Regions from separate parts of the Gossypium hirsutum genome. Here region 1 is linked to region 2. A link is a contact called in public Hi-C data. All regions are on one chromosome and are shown on one strand. The core of a region is the stretch at or near the end of the contact, and the rest is flanking DNA. Distances in the headings are between cores, read along the strand shown.

Evidence for each region. A called contact is a pair of places that touch in the nucleus more often than the background predicts.
Region 1: a Hi-C map of petal shows a contact between it and region 2, with 1.8 times the contacts expected there. The contact joins the enhancer-like site here to the promoter of LOC107899568 in region 2. A contact is called at or near these places in 13 of 34 Hi-C or Micro-C datasets (callus, fibers, leaf and 1 more).

The regions. Positions count from the first base shown.
Region 1 is chrD04:49,152,610-49,159,927 of Gossypium_hirsutum_v2.1, reverse strand. No RefSeq gene overlaps it. Among protein-coding and RNA genes, the nearest start is that of LOC121215905, 29 kb to the left of the region's middle. Within about 2 kb of position 4,812, at least 8 of the 9 cell types and tissues checked have an H3K27ac peak or open chromatin away from gene starts, as enhancers often do. A contact at or near this core is called in fibers and leaf, where this site is marked.
Region 2 is chrD04:49,111,604-49,118,133 of Gossypium_hirsutum_v2.1, reverse strand. LOC107899568 (BAG family molecular chaperone regulator 4) reads right to left here and starts at 3,721. Exons shown (of 4, transcript XM_016825322.2): 1 at 3,375-3,721; 2 at 2,736-2,872; 3 at 2,500-2,646; 4 at 1,441-1,901. The coding sequence starts at 3,432. The coding sequence ends at 1,779. It also overlaps the pseudogene LOC107899567.

The DNA of each region.
Region 1 (7,318 bases), core at 3,563-6,062, 41 kb before region 2:
TAATAGTCAAGTACTCCGTATTCGAGATTAGAGTGTTACAAATACAAAATAAGAAAGACTTGTAGTAGTACAAGTTAGTAAATTTTGACAAGCATAATCTCACATTATTAAAACTTTTTTGGTTGATAAGAGATTACTATTTCAAAAAACTAATCTAATGACAATTTATCAACTTGATTGTTGATATAAAAAATTAAAGAGATAAATTGAAGAATCATCGCACTTATCTCTTGCACATGTAGATATCGATTTTGCCAAACTTTTGTAGCCTATTTATAACAACTTTATTTCGTGGGATGGGTAGAACATTAAGATAATATAATTTATGTCCATTAAGGGATTGTTTTGAGTGCTTTGTTATTCACATTTCAGTGATTTAGTAGGAACGGTTGTTTTTATTTTTTTTTTAGGGTAATGCTAAGTATACTTGCAATTATTTGAAATTTGAATTAGAGTAGATTTAAATTATTGCTTATACTGTGATATTTGATTGTAGAATTTTTGTCTTGATAAAATTTGGCTAAATCTATTAGACAACTTTGGCCAATGGAAAAGCGCCACGTTGTGTGTTTTGGTTAATGAAAAAATGTCACGTCGCAATTAGGTTTATTTTAAAAAATATTATATTTAAATATTTAAATATTAAAAAACACTTTTGACTTTGATCAATCGTTGATCCAGCATTGATTGACATTGATTGACTGTTGACCAACAACATGGCTCTATTAGAACACACCACATGTCTCTTTAATTTTTTTAATATTATATATTATATTGATTAAAAATGTAAAATATCATATATAATATATATAAATTTAAAAAAAATTTATAAAATTCTGAAATATATAATTATAAATTTTAAAAAGTCAAAATAATACATAAAATTTTAAAAATATTATAAAAATTAATATCAAAAGTGTCACGTGATATTTTTGTTTTAAATAAACCTAATTGTCACGTGATATTTTTTCATTGGTGAAGACACGTCATGTGTTCCATTGGTCAAAGTTGCCTAACGGATTTTTTATAATGGCCGTTACAAAATAGACGAAAAAAAGAGGAAATTGATACTTTAGGTACCAAAATAAAAAAAATAGATATACTATAAGAGCCAAGTCATGAATTACGCCTAATTTAAATAAATTCAAAACAAGACTTCATTAACTAAAAGAACTTAAATTCTATAGTGGAAAGACTTGAGATATAATTAGAAGATTTTAAGAGGATAAATTAAAAATTGAATTATTAAGTTTTAAATGGATAGGCATTGCCTGACCCTCATGGGCTTATTTATGCACTTAGTCCAATTATTAAGATAGTTTTCATTTTTCTACTTTTTATTTTTTGAAAGAGATAAAAGTGGATTCAACCCATGGACTTTACAACTTTTTCCACCTTATCTCCTAAAATTTTTTGGGTTCACATTGGTTTTAGAACTTATCAACTTTTTTTTTTCAATTTAATACCTATACTTCGGTTTTCCAAAGATATGATGATATTACATTTTAAAACCGTGTTAGATCATCACATAACTTTTTTAAAAAATATATTTTTTTGAATGTTTTAAGATTTTATATATATATTTTTTATATTTTCAAGTGATGACATGACACAATTTCAGAGTATCATCATGTTTTAATGAAATCTAAGTTTGTGGACTAAATTAGGAAAAGTTATTAAATTCAAAAACCAAATTAAAAAAATGGTCAAATTTAGAGATTAAATGTTGCTTATCCCTTTCTAAAAAGTGAACAATGTGTCACTATCCCTTTTAATTGCTCATTAAATCACACAAAAGGTACATTACAAATAAATAGGGCAAAAAGTCTGAATACAAAAATTTCAAAAAAAATCTCATGATAAAAAAATGCACCCAATTAAGCTTTTATTGTGAAAAGAAATTAATTAGGCCTTTTTATTAAAGGTTTCAATTATTGATTAATTTGATCGTTAATGAACTTTGATTTGGTTGGTGGTAGCGAAGAAAAACTAACACATGGCATATCATATGGACAAGTATGTTAATCTCGCATGCCACATTAACATATACTTCAAAATAAAAAATATCAAAAATGTTAAAACATTTATGTTTAGAATGTGCTTGGATAAATATTTGTCTAAGTTTAATCTAGGTGTGATTTCAAATATTATAAAACTATTAAAAAATTAGAAATTATTAAAAATTAAAAAACGTAAAAAAAATCTTTAAAAAAGCACTAAAAATACATGTCCAAGCTAGCCAAAAAGATGTCCAGATTCATTTGAACTATAATCATTTGTTCAAGTTTATTCTTGATGTGGTTTAGAATATTATACAAATTATTAAAAATTGAAAAAAAATATTTTTTTGAAAAATCCTAAAAATGCAAAGAAATTACTAAACATACATGTCTAGAATGAACCTGGACAAAAAAATGACCATATTCATTTGAAGTTGGACATAACTATTTATTCATTAGAGGCGTTTTCAAGGCTAAATTAGTCATATATGCCAAAAAAAAAGTTTATTGGCCAAATAGGCCTTTTTTTATTTTTGAAAATTTAAGGAAATAAGTTGATTTTGGAGAAAGAGTGTGAAAGCGCGTCCAGCTGGTCGCGCTTTTGTTATAGGTGGCAAGAAAGCTCATCCAACGGGACAAACTTTCCCTTTAAATCACATTTTTTGACTTTTTTTTAATATAATCAATTTCTTTGATTAGATGGTTAAATGTTAGTGATTTTGTCCTTGAGTCTCGAGTCAGGTTCCTCTCCCACTCACATTTATAATATTTTTAACATATTGACTCCCTTGATTAAATAATAATGATTTTATCATTGAGTCTTAAGTTCAATTCATCCTCTTCTAAACACATTTATAATTTTCTATTTCAAGCTTTATTATTATTATTTTTAAGAAATAAATATTTTGTTTTCAAATTTTTTATTTTTAATTCATCTTTTTAATTAATATCTCTTTTATTCATAAAATCAAATAATTATAACAAACATAATTATTTTTAGTAAATATAATTTTTATATGTGTAATATTTATTTTTCAATCCATATTATGAGTGTAGTAAATTTTAGTATTGTATATTTTTGTATGTGTATTTAAAATATTTCACATATAAACATAATGATATTTGACATAATTAATTAAAATATTTAACATATAAAAATATTTGAAATATCATACCCACAGTGTAGATGAAAAAAATGATATTTGAAATATTTTTTATATAAAAATAATAATTATATTTGAAATAATAATTTTATTTTATAATATTAGAAATCACCATACCCACAATATACGTGGAGGAAATAAATATTTGACATATAAATATTATAAAGAAAAATATATCAAAAAAATTAGCCGATGTTTATATTATATGTAAATGAGTTATTAATTTCAAATATTTTTAACATAATGATATATGTAAAATTTATATTTTTATTATATAATTATATTTTTATTATCTGATTTTATGAATAAAATAGATATTAATTAAAAAATTGAAATAAAAATAAAAAATTTGAAAATAATATAATTATTAATTAAAAATAAAAAAAGCTTGAAACAATATGGAATAAAAATTACAAATGTGTTTGGAAGAGGAGGAATTAAACTTGAGACTCAAGGATAAAATCATTATTATTTAACCATTTAACCAAGGGAACTAATATATTAAAAAAATTAATTAAAAATAATAAAAAGCTTAAAACAACATGAAATAAAATATACAAATGTGTGTGGGAGAGGAATCGAACTCGGAATTCAAAGACAAAAATGCTAACCTTTAATCATCTTGCCAAAGAAACTAATTATATTAAAGGGAAAGTATGTTCAACTAGGCATGCTTTCCTGTCATCGGTGCAGCAAAATCGGGATATTTTCCTAAATTAAAAAAAAAAACCTATCTAACCGATAACCTTTTTTTTTCTTGACTTATATGATTAGCCCTGTTTCGAATATTAAAAAATTATTAAAATTTGTGAATAATAAAAATAATTAATTAATACTTAATGAATTTTTAATTTTGACTATCGAACTGACAAATCTTTAATCAACCAATTGCACTGATTAGTGTGGTCAGAAATTTACAACCATGGTAGCAGCTTTTATTTTTCATCATTGAAGAGCGAAAATGACAACAATAAAACTTTGTTAGAAGGAAGACGGCAATGAACAGAAGCGCAAAAATAGATGTATTTGCAATTCTTCAAATACTAACTACAGTTACTCCACTCACAAACCCATAATATCCAAATTTTCGAAAAGAAAAATCTAGGGATGCAATCAGATCTCGTGGTGGCCGTTCATTTGGCACTTCTTACACTACTGCATACAAGAATATCTAGTCCATGGCCTCTTGCTAACCCGACGGCCATGCCTCTAAGCTAGTTTACCTTACCGCAATGAAGCACCCAAGTTTTGAGAGAGGCCTAGAGATACTATATATTGCATTGGCTACACAGCTTGATTCATCTACTGCTTTGGAAACTGGGTCTTCGGCTGGACATAGGAGAGTTTATTCAGCGACACTGGCTCCGATGAATAAAAATCTTGCCGATTAGCATTATCACTACAGCCGCAGCGTTTCTTGTAGAAGACGAAGAGCAGAAATGAAAGGAAGGCAGCAAAGAGTAGGAGAAAAACAAACATCATGATCTCACCATGCAAAGCGAAGTTTCTATCAGGAGAAAGAAGGAGGTGATCGTCTTGTTGAGGATCAATGGGGGCTTCCATGTAAGATGATAACAAAGGAGGACTAGCCATATGAGGACTGAATAATTTATTCAATGGTGGACCAGTACTGTATGTTTGGGGACATATATAGGATTTTAAATAAATAAATAAAAGACAGAAAAGGTGGTTAGATAGATAGATTGGTTTAATCCGTAGTGGTTAAAATTTGTTTATCTAACTAATAAATATTGGGTGCAGTATTAATATATAGGGTTAAAGTTAGAAATTTTTTTAAAATGAAAATTAAATTACATATTTTTACCATAGTGAAATATAATTTCATCATTTTAATGGTTTATATTTTTATATTTTTAAAAAAATTAAATTAATTTTTATTATTTTTAGAGATTAAAGTATAATTTTACTATTATTAATTTAAAATTTTATAAATTATAAAGTAACTTAAATAAAAAAAATTATTTTAGGGGAGACCGAGGCCCTGCCAATCCTGTGACTTTGCCATTGCCAATACACATATTTTCAAAGAAAAAATTTAGATTTAAACATTGTAGATAACATGCCACCGAAGTTTAAATTGATTGATATTAATGAACTATAAAATAACATTAATGATAAATTAATTATAAAAAGAATTTGCGTGTCAGAGAGAGAAGCTTGCTTGCAAACACGTTTGGTAGATTTTAGAATTGGGTTGGGATAATGTGGAAATGGTGGACAATGCCAAGCGTGAGGCGGCCGAATGAGACGCCGCAAGGGATGGTCTCCCTTGTCCCTGTCCCTACCCCTCACTTCCCTCTCTAATTTGCGTGTTTAACTACGCTTATTTAGGTGTTTTCACCTATTTAAGGTGGTCAGTCGGTAAACGTATTCTTTTTCTATTGGCTTTGGTGTATTTTAGTATTGGCATGTTTTCTTAGATTAAATTATGAAATTAATCCTTATACTATGTATAAGTTGTGAATTTAGTCTTTACAATTTGGTCATTTTCAGTCATTGTAATTTTACAATTTTTAAATTTAAGTCTTGACAAAAAATGACATTGTTATACTTTCTCCACTTGTCATCAATGGACAAATCACAGGCTAACGTGTCCACATTGAGCGAAACTATAACCAGGCGAGCTTGGCAAACCTTGCACCACAATAGACTGGCGAACCTTCATAAGATTGCCCTTGCTTAGCACCCCGTGGGGATCAAAATCATTGATTATCTAGTTGTCACCACTACATAGGAACAATGTATAACTCTATTGTTAGTAAGACTCAAGACGTGTGGACTTCTTTGTCCTCCATATATAAGCTCACTACAACACCTGAGACGGGGACTAAGACACAGAAAACTACTTCTCCTTCCTCCTCATATTTTCCTTATCTAACCTACCTCCTCAGGCAACCTTACCTAACTCTTCTTCCATTGGCTCTTCGCTCCAACTACGGGTGAACCACCACTACAACCACCGTCTCTTCCTCCTTGTTAATCTCACTAGTTAACAGACAATTATTAAATTCATTAAGTTTTACTATCTTCAAAATTTGACGTGGAAAACTTATTATTGCATGTGTAATGCGATATCAACTTGCTATTTCCACAAATTACTTACAAAAAAAATTAATTAATGGATTTAATGATTGTCGTTTATATTAAACTAAAATATCAAAATTTGAGAAGCATAGGGACTGAGAATGATCCAATTGGAGAACATGGACTAAATCTACAAATTTTCACATAATACATGACTAATTGCATAATATAATCAAACAAATTTAACTGCTATCATTTGTTCAGGAGTAAAATTTCAAATTTTGAAAAGTACAAGGACTAACATTAACCAAATTGAAAACTACAAGGACTAAAATTGATCAAATTAAAGTATAAGGACTAAATCTACAACTTATATCATAATTTGACATTTTCTTATATCTTTTTTGAATTGGCTTAATATAACATTTGGTACTTGAACGTGACACTTTTTCCAAATTTGGTACCTAGGTTTTTTTAATCTAATTTAGTATCTAAACTTGACACTTTTTTCTAATTTGGTACATTATTTTTTTTGGTTCAAATTTGGTACCTTCTTTTTGAAATGTTATACAAATTACTCCAATATACTAAAAACATTTTTTTAATGAGTTAACAAAAATAATCAATATATGATTGACATGAGCTAAATGCATGGATTTTTTTTTGTATTTTAAATCTTCAATTAATTTCATTTTAAATAAGTTTTTAATTTAACATGATGAATTTATTTAATTTTAGGGTTTATTTTTAAATCTCTTGTACTTTTCTTCTTCAATATCAATTTGTTAAGTTTAGCTCAAAGCAATTTTTGAACATGAATTCCCTTTGATAATGACAATATATTTGTGGATTGAGGACTTTATGAACACCAGCCATTCTTTAAACATGCAATCTCTCATTAATAGTTAAAGTAATCTTAATCTCAATGAAAAGTAAAATTTGATTATATTGTTTAGAGGAATAGAGGAAGCTCTAAATAAATGTAATCATTTTTGCTATTAAATTTCATGCCATCTGTAGATTTATTTTCAAATTTCATAATTAATTTATTATATCTTTATACGATTGTCTTCAATGGTTTTTGCATGGAAAACAAAATGAATAAGAAAA
Region 2 (6,530 bases), core at 2,472-4,971:
CACAGTTGCGGCCAAGACCCCTCCAAAATGATTTGACGGCTCTTTTATCGTATGTACGGGTTAAAATTAATTTTTTAAATAAATCAATTTAATTTGTACAGCTAAAAAAATGGTTCCATGAATATTCCCTCTAAGTTGATGTTGTAAGAACATTAAACACTTGTTACTTGTCTTGCATTTTTCCCATTGCTTTAAAGTCGTCGTTTATGAATTAGGGAAAAAGAAAAGGCCATCGTTTATCCGAAAGAAACTGATCAGGTTCGCCCCACTTTTGGAAATTTAACAGCAAAGTCGCTTTCACTGGCGAGTTTATGACTTTTTGAGCACTTTATAGTTATGTCTCTAAGCTACATTCTTTAATAGCCAAAGCTCATCAATGTTGACTATTATATACGGACTATATAATGAAAACCCACTCTAAATTATAAAAATCCCATTGGGTTTTCTGTGAAGTACTGTGATCTTGACCTTTATATGTCTACTTCTTAATTTCCTTATTTAAAGAACAAGTTGGTTTTATTGCACGTCAGAAACTAGAGGTTGCCAAATGCCGATATGATATTTTCCCATATGTAATGAAGTTTTAAAGGTTTAACTGTAATATTATGTTTTTTATCTAACCACAGGTAGATGATACTCTTGGTGTGTTTCACACACACGCGGTGGCCGGCCTGTTGGGCGGCCTCCTCACCGGGCTGTTGGCAGAGCCAGATCTCTGCAGACTCATACTCCCAAGAGAAACAAGGGGTGCAGTTTATGGTGGGAATGGAGGGGTTCAATTCGTGAAGCAGATAGTAGCAGCCTTGTTTGTTATTGCTTGGAATGTAGCGTCCACAACAATAATACTTTTAGTAATAAGGTTGTTTATACCATTAAGAATGCCTGATAACCAACTCGAAATCGGAGATGACGCCGTTCATGGAGAAGAAGCATATGCCCTTTGGGGTGATGGAGAAAAATATGACCCAACAAAGCACGGTTGGCATACGTCTTCGTACTCAGAGGTGACAGCACCCTCACGTTTCGTTGATGGTGCGAGAGGTGTGACCATTAGTTTGTAGCTGCATGCATGTGAACGTAAACAAATTTGCTGTAAATACGATTTTTCCTGGTGTGAGATTGCGTCCCCTAGCTTCAGCCTGGTTTCTTGAATTTTAAGAGCGTAGACCATTGTCTCTGTGGTCTGTCTGAGTTTTGCGCCAACAATGCTGATGTTTTTATAGTTTATAAAATGAATATTTATGTTTCTATTATTAATTATTTGTGTTTATTTTCTTTTTAAGATTTTTTTTGAATAGTTTTATTTTGTTAATTCGACCTCCATCCCAATTCTTACACCTTTTATGTTAAGAGATCCATACTTCCTAGAGACATATTGATATCTAAGTTGCCTAAGATTTAACTTGTACGTGCAAGCTGTAAGCAAAAGCAAGAGCCGAGTCCAAAAACCTGGCAGAGCGACAATGCTTTCTACCATTAAGGTATTGCATTACATCTGAATCCATAAGAATCAAGTTGTCTTTCAAGCAGAAGATAATCCCCCTTGGCTTGAAAATTAAATGTAGCCCCAGAACCATTACAAATGAACCCTGGATGATTTATATATTATGTTCCACAAGAATGAGGCAAATATTAACTAATCAAAATCTGAGATTGCATATGTAGAGTCACAATCAAGCTTCCGATTCCAGAGCAAATATTCACTAATCAAACCGTTCCCAATCCTGTGTCGTGTTTGTTGAAGATGACATAGGTGGAGGAGCAGTTAAGCTTCCCATCTACGAGTCGAATGTCTCCCAATTCGTTGTCACCGACACAGCTTTGTGTTTGTCGCTAAAAGGATTGGAATTTATTGTGTTTAATTTGTCGAGTGTCTCGTGGTACTTCTGGATGCGACGTACCTGATCAAAGGGAGTAATTAGTTGATAAAACAGCATACAACATCATCTACATTAATTCCTTGGCTAGATACAGAAATTGCAATTTTCAAAAGCTTGAAACATTATCCCACTCCACATTTCCTAATCTACAAACTGTATAAAATCCTTTCCTCTTTCAGCAGAAAGAGTACATTGAGAACACGATTTTAGCACAAACCATCCTTCAAGGAGGGGAATCTGTAATGGACTGCTAGTGCTTGTAAGTATCCTACTTACAAGAGGTGCAAACATCGAGACCACACACAGCATTCCCAAACAAGAAGGCCACAAGGAACCCGGGACAGGATATATTCCATTGACTATGCGATTCAAATGAATATTAAACAGCACTAGTCCTATACTTCTCATGTAGCATAGCTCTTGATTGGTATCAAAATGCAAAACTTAAGGACTAACTAGCGATGTCCCTAAAGGACAATAATATATCAATCTCAAAAACTCAGTTTAAATTCAAACCTTCCTAGCCATTGTTTAAGACATATTTATATCACAATTGACGCACCATGCAAAAGTTATCCACAATCAGATTTTAGTAAACACCAAAGCCTACAATACAAACCTCAGCCTTCCGCTGTAACCTCGCTTCTCCTTCAGCCCCGATCCCATCCAATTTCAGCAACTCTCTCATAAGTAACTCCGCCGGTACAACAAATTCCTCGTCGGTAACCTTTGTCCCACTGTTCACAGCCACTTCTAATGCAACAACCTATACAAATAAAGCAATACAACAGAGACAGATAATTCAATTTCAAGATTCAATACCAGTAAATATAAGAAACAAGCAGAGAAACTCACTCTTTCAGAGAGCTTGTCTACTTCTTTTCGGACTCCGGCAACCGCTGCAAAGGCTTTAGATATTTCTTCACTTTCCTTTACCTCTTCAACCTTATTATCTTTGGTATTAGTCATTTTCTCTTTGCTTGCTGGATTGTCTAGCACAGTAGATTACAGTTCACAACAGGGAAAATACAGCTTTAAAAAATTTTGTGACCAAAACATAACAATCTACATGTTAAAAATTTGCAATATACAGATCAATTTTATAAAAAGATCAAACCTGATTAACTAATTTTTTTTTTAAATTCACACAAGATTAAGAACCAATTAGGAACATAATAAACGAAATTTCAGAAAATGATTGAAAATTTAGGAATGTAACAGAATAATTACTAGAAGATGCCTTGGGAGTGGAAGAAGCAAGCCCATATGAAAGGCATAAACAGACGACAAAAATCCTAACTACTCTTCATTCTTTATCCACAACAAAAAGCTAAAATTAGCGCCAGCAAGAACAATTAACACACCAATGCATGATGAAACCAATAATATTTCTACCAAAAGAAAAACCCAATAATATCAATTATCCCAAAAAGAAAATCTTTGTGTTTGTTGTATTTGCAGCTGTAAAGAAATAAGAAGGTACAAGGAAATTACCAAAAGAAGAATGGGAGGAGAGCTGGGCTGGGCTATGGGCAGGGTCGCTGTTGATCATGGGCCCACCAGAAGATGCAGCAGCGGTTTCGTGATTGTGGTTGTGATGAGTATGATTGTCGTCTTCTTCTTCTTCTTCTTCTTCTTCTTTGTGGTGGTCTCATAGCTGGACCAGCATGCCACCTGGCCTCACCTCCCAATCGGATTCCTCGCTTTTGGCGTTGGGATTTTTCATTTTTATATATTGATTTACCCAATAAGACGAGAGGAACCAACTCGATGGTAATACAATTAAAAATTATAATTGAAGGCCTCACCTCAGAATCTTGTTTGATCTGCCCAATACATCCAACGTATCCTTGGAAAATTCCATCTAATATCTATTTAAAATCCATTTGACTTTTAAAGTATACACAATTTTTTTTAATATTTTAATTTTTTATTCCATTAAGTGCCTAAAATATCCAAATATTATGGTTTTTAGTCCAGTTATAAATCGACCTTAAAAACAAAAAATGTTTTGCCTATTTAATTAAAACATTAAAATAGTTGATTGAAAAGCTAACAAAATATCGGAGTTTAAGGATAAAAATAACCAAGACTCATCTCAACTACCATATAAATAGAACCCAATCCCCTTTCAATTTTTTTTCTTTATATTATCTTTCATATTTTGTTTTTTCATTCCCTTCTATGCAACTAACTAAAGTGCATCTAAGTGAGGTGCATAATATAAAGTTCACAACACATAATTCTTGTTATTCATCCTATTGTCCTCACTCATTTGAAATAAATAAAAGAAAAAAGTCTCTTCAAAAATTGAGAATCTCAATGATGTATTGTCTTTTATTTCTTTTTATTTATTAGCCTATCCAGAAAAATACAAATAAAATCTCAATTCACTTGTTTGAGCTAGAGAGAATGTACAAATATTCTTTGAAAATTCGAGTTATCATTCAATGAACATTTTGTATTTCATAAAAATTAAGGGGCACGCTTTTTTATTTTACTATACATATTGAAAAAAATTCGAAATTAAAAAATATTTAAATGCAAATAAACAAATACTTCTTTTATTATCTCACTCTCTTTTCCACAGCATTTAAGTAAACAACTAGATCAAAGTGTTGCACCGCCGTAATCACTCATTCGACAGATATTCCTGTCTAAGGGTGGGTTTGGATGGATGGTGGGGTGTGGTGCGATGTATTTAGCTTATTTTTATCACACGTTACAGTATCTGATCTCACCGCCACCTCTATTTTTACACTAATAGCAGGTAAATGCACTGTCCATTCAAACTCACCCTAACTCTTCCTTTTTCTTTTCTCTCCTCTACTAAAATCTCCTTTTTATTTTCTCAAGTTGGACGAAACTGAAAAGCTTTTATTTTTGGTAAAATATCCTTCACGTGATTGTTACATAAGAAAAGAAAAAGGGGCAAACTCTCATTTACATGAATGACCCACTCAAGGGAAAGTCGGTCCTAATTAATATATGTTTTTCATTTGAACAGATATTGGTGGAGCTGGTTTTTGACTTGCTCTTGGGTGCTCTGCGTTAGAGCCATTTGTTTGCAAAGTATTACTACACCATGAACAACAGATGAAAATGAACCCTCTTCTTTTTAATTGAAAACATTTTATTAGTTAATGAAATTATTGGGTTTCTATATTTCCATCTTATAGGGGCTGAGGAGGTATTCGATTTCCATTTCACACCACTTCACAACACTACTTTTCCTTTATTATCAACTAATAACTAAAATTTTTCTTTTTAAAATTTAAACAGAAAAAAGAAAAAGGCTTTGATTATGAAAATGAAGAGATGAATTTGATGAAGAACAATTACCAAATGAATTTTGATGATGAGAAATGAAAGGATGAATCTTGATTTTTCATATTTTTTTGTTAAAAATATTTAATTATAATTTTTTTTATATATTTTTTATTGTAACACCCCAAAACTCGGCCTAAACTCAAAACCTGGCCTAGAAATTTCGGCCGAATCTCGGAGGTCACATTATTGAATTCCAAAATCCTCTTCAATAGTCAATCCCTTTGTATGCTTAACTAAATTTAATAAAACTAAACCTATGCTTTGCAAATAGTGTTTAACTGACGTCAACCAAAATCCATAACCAGTGATGCAGCAGAAAACATGTTGTTTACTTTTTGACAGAAAACCTTAGGTCATTTCTCGACAATCGTGTGAGCTTTAGAATAGTTGCAAAAAGACTAATTAAAAACCATGCATGAAGTTTTCAGAAAAATTTGTTCAAAACCCAAAACACAAAATCCAACGAGAAATTTAAAGAACAAAACCTCTGCCACAGTTTATATAATCTTACTTACAAATCAATTGAAAATAATAAGCTGAATTTTAAGAAACTTCATTAAAAACAAACCAAACTCTTTAAATTCCGAGACCATCGGTTTACCAAATCCAAGCTCCAAACTCCAAGTTAACCCGAAAAAATAGGAAACTAAGGGGGATGAGCTACACGAGCTTAATGTGAGACCAAAATAGAAATGAAGGCAAACGACGGAGTACCAAAATAGATACTTAAAAAGGGATCTTGGAGTTAAAGTATGAAAATCTCAATTCGGTAATCAGGCATACAAACAGTGTCATTGCCAAACATGACATGATGATATTATTCTTAAAACACCAATTACCTAATCACGTCGGACTACTCAAATTACTATGTAGTTATGCTACCATCCTTGCAGACAGACTTATACTCAAATATGAAAATGAATGCAACAAATTAGAAACCCCCCTAACCATCAGAACACCACTTCGTCCACCCTGCACACCACATTCAGGCTATAGAAAGCCCATCCACCCTACACACCACAAATGTGGAACTAATCCTCTCGAATTAAAATGTGCAGCTAAGTTGACATTTGCATAATTTTACGCGGTAAACTGCTGTACAGAAATATTGTAGTTAAACTACCAAATCAGTCTTCCTTCTCTTCACAACCAAAATCTCAGATTTTTATGCAAATGTAGGAATGCACCCAAATCACTAACAAACTCACAGAAGCAGTGGTTCATATTTAGTCGAACAAATTCAGAATCAATAATACTAGTATACATTTATTAAGTAGCGATGACAAGAAAATAACTCAAGCTCATTCATCATATCACATC